Linked DNA regions of Mus musculus: all the other regions are linked to region 2. The links are chromatin contacts, called in public HiChIP or PLAC-seq and Micro-C maps. All regions are on one chromosome and are shown on one strand. The core of a region is the stretch at or near the end of the contact, and the rest is flanking DNA. Distances in the headings are between cores, read along the strand shown.

Region 1 (2,700 bases), core at 127-2,626, 2.2 Mb after region 2:
CACCACTGCTAATTCTTCAGCTCTAGCTAACCAGCATTGATTGACTCTGTATAGCCAGGGTTTCACTTTAATGGATCTGGTCTCTCATTGACCACAGCAAATTCTTAAGCCCTGTTTGATCCGAAACACAGATTCTTAATGCTCAAAACATCAGACATAGCTGATAGTATTTAAGGAACTCTTACACTTCCCTCTGAAACTTCACAGACCTTGCCTCCATCATCTGTACTACTCCCAGCATCTTCTAAGTTCCCACCAAATAGCAGCTCATTAAACATTGAGCAGTCAGAGGTTTTTCTAGGGTCGAAAGAATGTGTGCCCAAGTGCCTGTCCTATAGTGCATAACAAGTAGAGAAGAAAACTCTGGCTTGAGAATGTACCCTACGTATCTAGATCTGCATGTTATGTTCCTTTTACACACAAACTTTTGGCTTGGTACCTTCACAAGGAGCAGAGAAAGGACTAAAAACCTGTACATATGAAAGCGGAGGGATGGGTGAAGCAAAAAGCCTAAAGACTGGATGTCTCTGGGTTGCTCCACTCACTCTGCAGGTGCGGAGGCACCTGGGGAGTGTGGCCGGTCAGGTTATTGAGTGAAATATTTTACATTGTTAGCTCAATGGCCTCAAAAGGCTCTGGCTAATAGAAGAGTTGAAATCTGCTCTCAGATGGAAACCACATCCTGTCAGCACCTGTCTAGACCCCGTGAACCACAGCCTCATTTGCAGCCTTGATTTTACTTGAACGTGGGAGCTGCCAATCATCAGGAAATGCCCTATGCTCAGAACATAGCAATGTCTCAAGCAGCAGACAGCATCTCAGGCATCAACTTCCAGGGGCCTCCTGCAGACATGTAGCCCAGCCCAGTCTGTCAGAAGCACATACACCCTTCTTACCTCTCCCACTGCTGAAGCAAGTAGAAGCAGCAGCAATCGGGCAGAATGGATGTTCCCACACATGTTTTTTTTTTCCCCCAGAGGCTGGAAAACAGTGATTCGGTGCATGCATGTTACCAGACAGGATACGGTGTTAAAGGATACACATTCTAAAAAGTAAACAGGGAGGAAGCAGCCAGGTGGGAGCCTCAGAGAAACGCACTGATTCAACTCCCTAAAGAGCATAACATGAAGTCAAAAGGAGCAAATTCTCCAGAGTGGTGGGCTCTTCCTTCCAGGGGTACCCGATTCATTTAAGAAAAGCAGCCTACTCACAGTGACCTTCTGAGCTGAGCCACACTGTTTATGTTCTCTGCTCAAAGCCACATCGCCTTATCTTGATGGTATGAAGTGCCAATTCCACCTAAGCCTTGTTCTTGCACATCTGTTCCCAGGGCTGAATATGTGGCACAAGGTGCAGAAAGAGCATCTTACTCACATTGCAGAAATGGATGATGTTTATTCAGTAAAAGCGATCTCAGATTCTTAAGGGGGCAGGGCTGTCTTCGCAAAGACCTGTTTTCAGTGAATTAGCATTTTACTAATCAATGGTTTCTAGTCTGGAAATGTCGAAGATAATGTCATATGTGCATACTCAGTGATAGTGCGAGGGAGCTGGCTTTTTCCCGAGTTCCCTGATTTATGCACTCCAAATATCCAAGATTATTATGAGTACCGTTTTCTTCCAAAGAGCAGCTTGTGAGATCACTAAGAGCCTGCACTGTGTGAAAATCTGCTGTACCCTTGTCCATCTACCTATTTTGTTATTGGTTCATGTTCACTTTGGGTGAGCCTTATACGAACATGTTCTTCATTATTTTTAACATAAAATTTTATTTTTAATAATTCCAAAGTGAGGAGGCTGGGAAGATGGCTCAGTGGGTAAAAGGACTTACAGTACGAATGTGAAGACCTGAGTTTGATCCCCGTCATGCATGCAAAATCCAGGCATGGTTATATATGCCTGTAATCCCAGTGTTGGGACCTTGAAGCCAAGTGAATCTGAGAGATTGCTGGCCAGCTAGCTTGGCCAAATCCATAAACCAAAGGTTCAGTGAGAGACTGTCTGTCAAGAAATAGAACAGAGGATGGTAAGGCAGGACACCTAACATTCTCCTCTGGCTTCCACACACAGGTGGGAACAAGCCGGCGCGCGGACACACACACACACACACACACACACACACACAAACATGTAAGCATCACACACACACAAATATTCTAAAGTGAGTACTTGAAGGCCTTGGTTCAGTATCCTCTTGCTATTATAAAATACTTGCCCTGACCGTGGGGAAACTCCCTCGCAGATACCATGACTGGATGGCTCTTCCCAGCTTTTCATAAAATGGAGGACTCCCTTTTGCAGCAGAGAGTCCCTTGTCTGGGGAGCCTAACCCCACACAGCCTCTCCCGCCGGCTGCCAAGGAACCGACCTACAAACTAACCCCTCCCCCATAAGAACCCACCCAGCAGGTACCTGAGATTCCTGAAATGCCTCTCCATGCAAATGAGACAATTCACAGAACTTGAAACTCCAGCCAAGGAGTTTCATTTACCCTGTGAACTCCTTTCCACTCTCCAAAGTCGATATAGAGCCCTGTTCCACCCCCAAATAAAGGCTATGCGTACAAGCCTGCCCCAGATACAGGTATGCACACAAGACTGTCTTAAGAGAGCTGTTTCATTGAAAACCTTGGCAGAAGGCTTTCTTTCTCCACTCGCGCCACTCCCTTCTCCCCTCTCCCACACTCACTCCCCAGCTGGA
Region 2 (2,700 bases), core at 99-2,598:
CGCCGCCACTCTACCTGCCGCCTTCTCCCCGGGCCGCGGGTTGCGCGTCTCCGCGCCGCCCCTCTACCTTCTGCCTTTTTCCCACGCCGCGGGTCGCGCGTCTCCGCGCCGCCTTCCGTCCCTGCTCCCCGCCGCCCCTCTACCTTCTGCCTTTTTCCCACGCCGCGGGTCGCGCGTCGCCGCGCCGCCTTCCGTCCCTGCTCCCCGCCGCCCCTCTACCTGCTGCCTTCTCCCCAGGCCGCGGGTCGCGCGTCTCCGCGCTGCCGTCCCGGCTCCTCGACGCCTCTCTACCTGCCGCCCGCTCGCTACAGCGCTGCCACCCCTGCGCCTGCTGCCCCCTTCTCGCCGCCGCGGCTCTCCTCCCCATGCCGCCCCTCCACACAGTTCCCCTCCCGGCCGCCGCAGCCCCCACTCCACGCCGGACGCTACCCCCTCCGGCGTCCCCCACGCCGTCCCGCTCCCCGCCGCCGCCCCCACCCCCACCCCGGGGCTCCCTTCCCGCCGCCCTGCTTCCCCCACGCGCAACCCGGGAACATCAGGCCGAGCCCAAATTAAATTGCCCGTTAAGAACCTATCCCTGTCCAGATACTGACTCTCCATCTCCACTTCTTCCTCCTTCGGGCTGGCTCCAAAGTCGGAGTAGAAAGTTGTTTCAGATTCCGCGTTTTCCTGGTAGTCTGCTCCCTCCAAAAGCGTTGAGCTCAAGCTAGGCTGTGGATCTGGAGAAGGGGGAAAAGAAAAAAGAAAAAAAAAAAAGAAAAGCGGTTTGGAGCCTAGGTAGGGCTGGGAAGAGTGGGAAGAGCGAGGCGCCACTCTAAAGGAGCGGCGGAGACTGCGAAGGTCCGAGAAGCTGACCGCACTTCGTCACCTTCTGTGCGCGCGCATACGTGCGCGCGCACAGAAAAAAAAAAGTTGTCCTCCCGAGTTCTTCTCGAATCTAAACGCGTCGAGGCGGCACCGACTGACCCTGAAGTGTTTCCTCCTTCACTGCTCCAACAAAGGTCTTCAAGTCAGTGCAGTAGCAGCAGGGGCACTTTTTGTGAGATTCCATGACCGGAGCGCGGTGGGTTGTTAAGTCACCAGCTTCTGCGGACTTCTTGGCTTCCGAGGTCCTGGCCAGAGGTGGTACCAGCTGCTTCTCCCGTACCCGAGTGGCGCTCGTTGAGGAGTCACGCCCCTTTTATAGGGTGGTCAGCCCTTGTGCCTCTTAGGGATCAGATTTTACGTAGTGTGCCTCCGCTCAAGCCCCCATTAGAAATAGGAGTGTTTCCATTCGGAATGGGTGGGACTACACTGTAGGGTGGGACTACATTGTAGGGGGTGCTCTGGTGACAGGGAGTGTGTTTGTTAAAGTGCCGGTCGGACTTTGAGCTCCCTACGCGCCCGCGCGCGCGCACGCGCGCGCGGAGACCCGCTTCCACGTGCTGTTAACTGACTTTTCAACTCTACCTAGGCGTCCCAGAGCACTAAGGGGCTGCACAAGACTGTGAATCATAATTTAGCAGCTCCGAGTTCGCACCAGCTCGCACACCCTTAAATATTATGTTCCGAAGCATGTCATTTTACGTCCCCCAAGGAAAAAATTTACGTGGACTTACGGGTTGGGAACGCACAGTCTAACAAAATGGGTTCCCCCTCCCGCCACCCTTTGGACACTGGACTCGACCAAGGACTCGGTGACTTATGACTAGAGCTTTGTTTGTTGTTTTTGTACTCTTGCACCTAGAGTCTGAATTAGAGCCCTAATATGTTTAGGTAGGCAGGAAGCTGGGTTTTGTAGTTTTTTGGGGGTTTTGTTTTGGCTTTTTGGGCTTTTTTTTTTGTGGCTTTTCGAGGCAAAGTTTCTCTGTGCATCCCTAGCTGTCCTAGAACACACACCGTAGAGTGTGCTGGCCTCGAACTTAGAGATACTCTTGCTTGCCGCTGCCTCCCAAGTGCTGGAAGCCAACAAGGCCAGCTTTTCGAGCTTTGAGTTGGTTCCCAAAGCTTTCCCAGAACGTAGTGAGTTGGCTTTGCCAACAAACTCAGCAGCGTCTTTGGGGTGACACAGGCGCAAGTAGGACGGACACCTTGCAAGAAACCCTTTATGCCTCTTCAAATACTTCTAGAGCGTTGTAATTTTTGGGAACGAACCGGCTTACTATAAAGGACTCTGCCAAAAGCTTAAGAGACCCAAAAATGCCTAAGTTACTTGAGTTTGGTGCCTTTGCGGAGTTAGATAGCTCGCTCTTAGTACAAAATGCATCGTAGAAACTTGCTCTGCCTTGAACCAAAAGCCCGCCTAATTCTGGGGTATCTAAGCTCAAAAGGCGGGAGAACGCTCTACCTCCACATTCACGCCCCTCCCCCTTCCTTTTCCTGGGACTATCTCCCCCCCCCCCCCCGTCTAGAAAATGGCGAGTCAAATTTAAAACGGCTGTATAATTTTCCAAAAGATGTTCTCAAGTGTTGACATCCTTGTTTTTTGTGGTCCTTGTGTTTGGCACTGCACGATTTGTTCTACATTTTTGCCTTTACAGGCCTTTGGTTGGCATTTTCACTTTTGTTACGGGGGGGGGGTAGTAGGGGCACGGGGTACGTGTTCGAGACAGGGTTTTCCCAATGGCACCAGCCCTGGCTGTCCCGGACTCACAGTGGTGGGCCTTTTCGCAGGAGGCCAGGCAACTTGGCAGTTTCACTACGAAGTCCGTGCACTTTTTC
Region 3 (2,700 bases), core at 178-2,677, 2.2 Mb after region 2:
AGCGACATAAAAAAAAAAAAAAAAAGATTTTGTCAGCCGGGCAGTGGTGGCGCACGCCTTTAAATCCCAGCACTCGGGAGGCAGAGGCAGGCGGATTTCTGAGTTCGAGGCCAGCCTGATCTACAGAGTGAGTTCCAGGACAACCAGAGCTACACAGAGAAAGCCTGTCTCGAAAAACCAAAAAAAAAAAAAAAAAAAAAAAGTCAACCATGTCATGTTTCCCTTTCTGGTTTCAGGATTCTCCTAAAAAGACACACACACACACACACACACACACACACACACACACACACACACACACACAAACACACACAATCTAGACCATGTAAAACATGTACATATGTACCATACTAAACATAGTACGTCATTAATAATGTACAGTAAAAACAAACTCTCAAATTCAAGGCTATTTGTGTCCCGGAAGAAAAATAGTCCATAATTATACATTTGACTTTGGCTTTTTTAGTGTTCTTATTTGAAACTGGAGCCCTTAAATAGAGCTCCCTTCAACCAAAGTTAAAACATAGCATGCGCGCGCACACACTGCAATGGTGGCAAGCCTTTCTGTCACAGTCCCCTGGAGACTACTTCTGTACAGACTTTTGCCACCCCTCTCGCGCCTCCTGCAATCCCCTGACCTGTGGGTTTCTCCTGCTTTGTCCACTATTACGGTTCTATCCTATGTGGCTTGTGTGCCGAAACTGATGGAGGTGAAGGATGAAACTGGACCACAAATCACTTGCAGCAGCCCTGGTTCCTCTGGAGTAGCAGACTAGCGTATTAGTCTTCATGATTTTTGCAGAATGGTGGCCACGAACAGTTTTTTTGTTTGTTTGGTTTTGTTTGTTTGGTTTTGTTTGTTTGTTTGTTTGTTTGTTTGTTTTTCGAGACAGGGTTTCTCTGTATATCCCTGGCTGTCCTGGAACTCACTCTGTAGACCAGGCTGGCCTCGAACTCAGAAATCCACCTGCCTCTGCCTCCCGAGTGCTGGGATTAAGTGCGCCACCACGCCTGGCTCCCACGAACAGTTTTAGTACTGTTAATCCTTACGAATGGCCATTCTCTCTCGGGTGTGAAGTTTGGAGATCGCTTATAACATATTGCTATGTTTCTCATGTTAAAAGCCTGTGTACGGTTTGTTACAAGTTGTCCCTAAGAAACTATGCAAAACACGCCGATCTCTGTACCAAATAATCGGCTATGCTGTAACACTGTACACTGTAAGACAGTTCCGTTACCACAGGAGAATGAAAAGAACCCGGGACTCCCAAAGACGCTAGATGTGTGAAGATCCTGATCACTCATTGGGTGTCTGAGTTCTGCGATATTCATCCCTCAGCCAATGAGCTTACTGTTCTCGTGGGGGGTTTGTGAGCCTTGGGTAGGAAGTTTTGCAAGTTCCGCCTACAGCTCTAGCTTGTGAATTTGTACCCTTTCACGTAAAAAAGTAGTCCAGAGTTTACTACACCCTCCCTCCCCCCTCCCACCTCGTGCTGTGCTGAGTTTAGAAGTCTTCCTTATAGAAGTCTTCCGTATAGAACTCTTCCGGAGGAAGGAGGGAGGACCCCCCCCCTTTGCTCTCCCAGCATGCATTGTGTCAACGCCATTGCACTGAGCTGGTCGAAGAAGTAAGCCGCTAGCTTGCGACTCTACTCTTATCTTAACTTAGCTCGGCTTCCTGCTGGTACCCTTTGTGCCATGTCTGATAACAAGAAGCCAGACAAAGCCCACAGTGGCTCAGGTGGTGACGGTGATGGGAATAGGTGCAATTTATTGCACCGGTACTCCCTGGAAGAAATTCTGCCTTATCTAGGGTGGCTGGTCTTCGCTGTTGTCACAACAAGTTTTCTGGCGCTCCAGATGTTCATAGACGCCCTTTATGAGGAGCAGTATGAAAGGGATGTGGCCTGGATAGCCAGGCAAAGCAAGCGCATGTCCTCTGTCGATGAGGATGAAGACGATGAGGATGATGAGGATGACTACTACGACGACGAGGACGACGACGACGATGCCTTCTATGATGATGAGGATGATGAGGAAGAAGAATTGGAGAACCTGATGGATGATGAATCAGAAGATGAGGCCGAAGAAGAGATGAGCGTGGAAATGGGTGCCGGAGCTGAGGAAATGGGTGCTGGCGCTAACTGTGCCTGTGAGTAACCCGTGGTCTTTACTCTAGATTCAGGTGGGGTGCATTCTTTACTCTTGCCCACATCTGTAGTAAAGACCACATTTTGGTTGGGGGTCATTGCTGGAGCCATTCCTGGCTCTCCTGTCCACGCCTATCCCCGCTCCTCCCATCCCCCAGTCCTTGCTCCGCTCTCTTCCCTTTTCCCACCTTGCCTCTGGAGCTTCAGTCCATCCTGCTCTGCTCCCTTTCCCCTTTGCTCTCCTTGCTCCCCTCCCCCTCGGCTCAACTTTTCGTGCCTTCTGCTCTCTGATCCCCACCCTCTTCAGGCTTCCCCATTTGCTCCTCTCCCGAAACCCTCCCCTTCCTGTTCCCCTTTTCGCGCCTTTTCTTTCCTGCTCCCCTCCCCCTCCCTATTTACCTTTCACCAGCTTTGCTCTCCCTGCTCCCCTCCCCCTTTTGCACCTTTTCTTTTCCTGCTCCCCTCCCCCTCCCCTCCCTGTTTACCCTTCACCGCTTTTCCTCTACCTGCTTCCCTCCCCCTTGCTGCTCCCTCCCTATTTGCATTTTCG

The links. Hi-C and Micro-C count contacts between places; a contact is called where the count stands out from the background. HiChIP or PLAC-seq counts read pairs in DNA pulled down with a chosen protein or histone mark.
Region 1: an H3K27ac HiChIP or PLAC-seq map of embryonic stem cells shows a contact between it and region 2, with 8 times the contacts expected there. The contact joins the promoter of Platr21 here to the promoter of Esx1 in region 2.
Region 3: a Micro-C map of embryonic stem cells shows a contact between it and region 2, with 5 times the contacts expected there. The contact joins the promoter of Trap1a here to the promoter of Esx1 in region 2. A contact is called at or near these places in 2 of 484 Hi-C or Micro-C datasets (both in embryonic stem cells) and 1 of 115 datasets of contacts at active chromatin or transcription factors (embryonic stem cells).

What each region holds. Positions count from the first base shown.
Region 1 is chrX:139,355,394-139,358,093 of GRCm38.p6, forward strand. It overlaps Platr21 (pluripotency associated transcript 21), which reads right to left and starts at 1,377. Exons shown (of 20, transcript NR_045455.1): 1 at 1,212-1,377; 2 at 897-980.
Region 2 is chrX:137,118,978-137,121,677 of GRCm38.p6, forward strand. Esx1 (extraembryonic, spermatogenesis, homeobox 1) reads right to left here and starts at 1,349. Exons shown (of 5, transcript NM_007957.2): 1 at 967-1,349; 2 at 594-719. The coding sequence starts at 1,051.
Region 3 is chrX:139,332,256-139,334,955 of GRCm38.p6, forward strand. Trap1a (tumor rejection antigen P1A) reads left to right here and starts at 1,428. Exons shown (of 3, transcript NM_011635.2): 1 at 1,428-2,152. The coding sequence starts at 1,699. All of the region lies in intron 3 of Platr21 (pluripotency associated transcript 21), which reads right to left.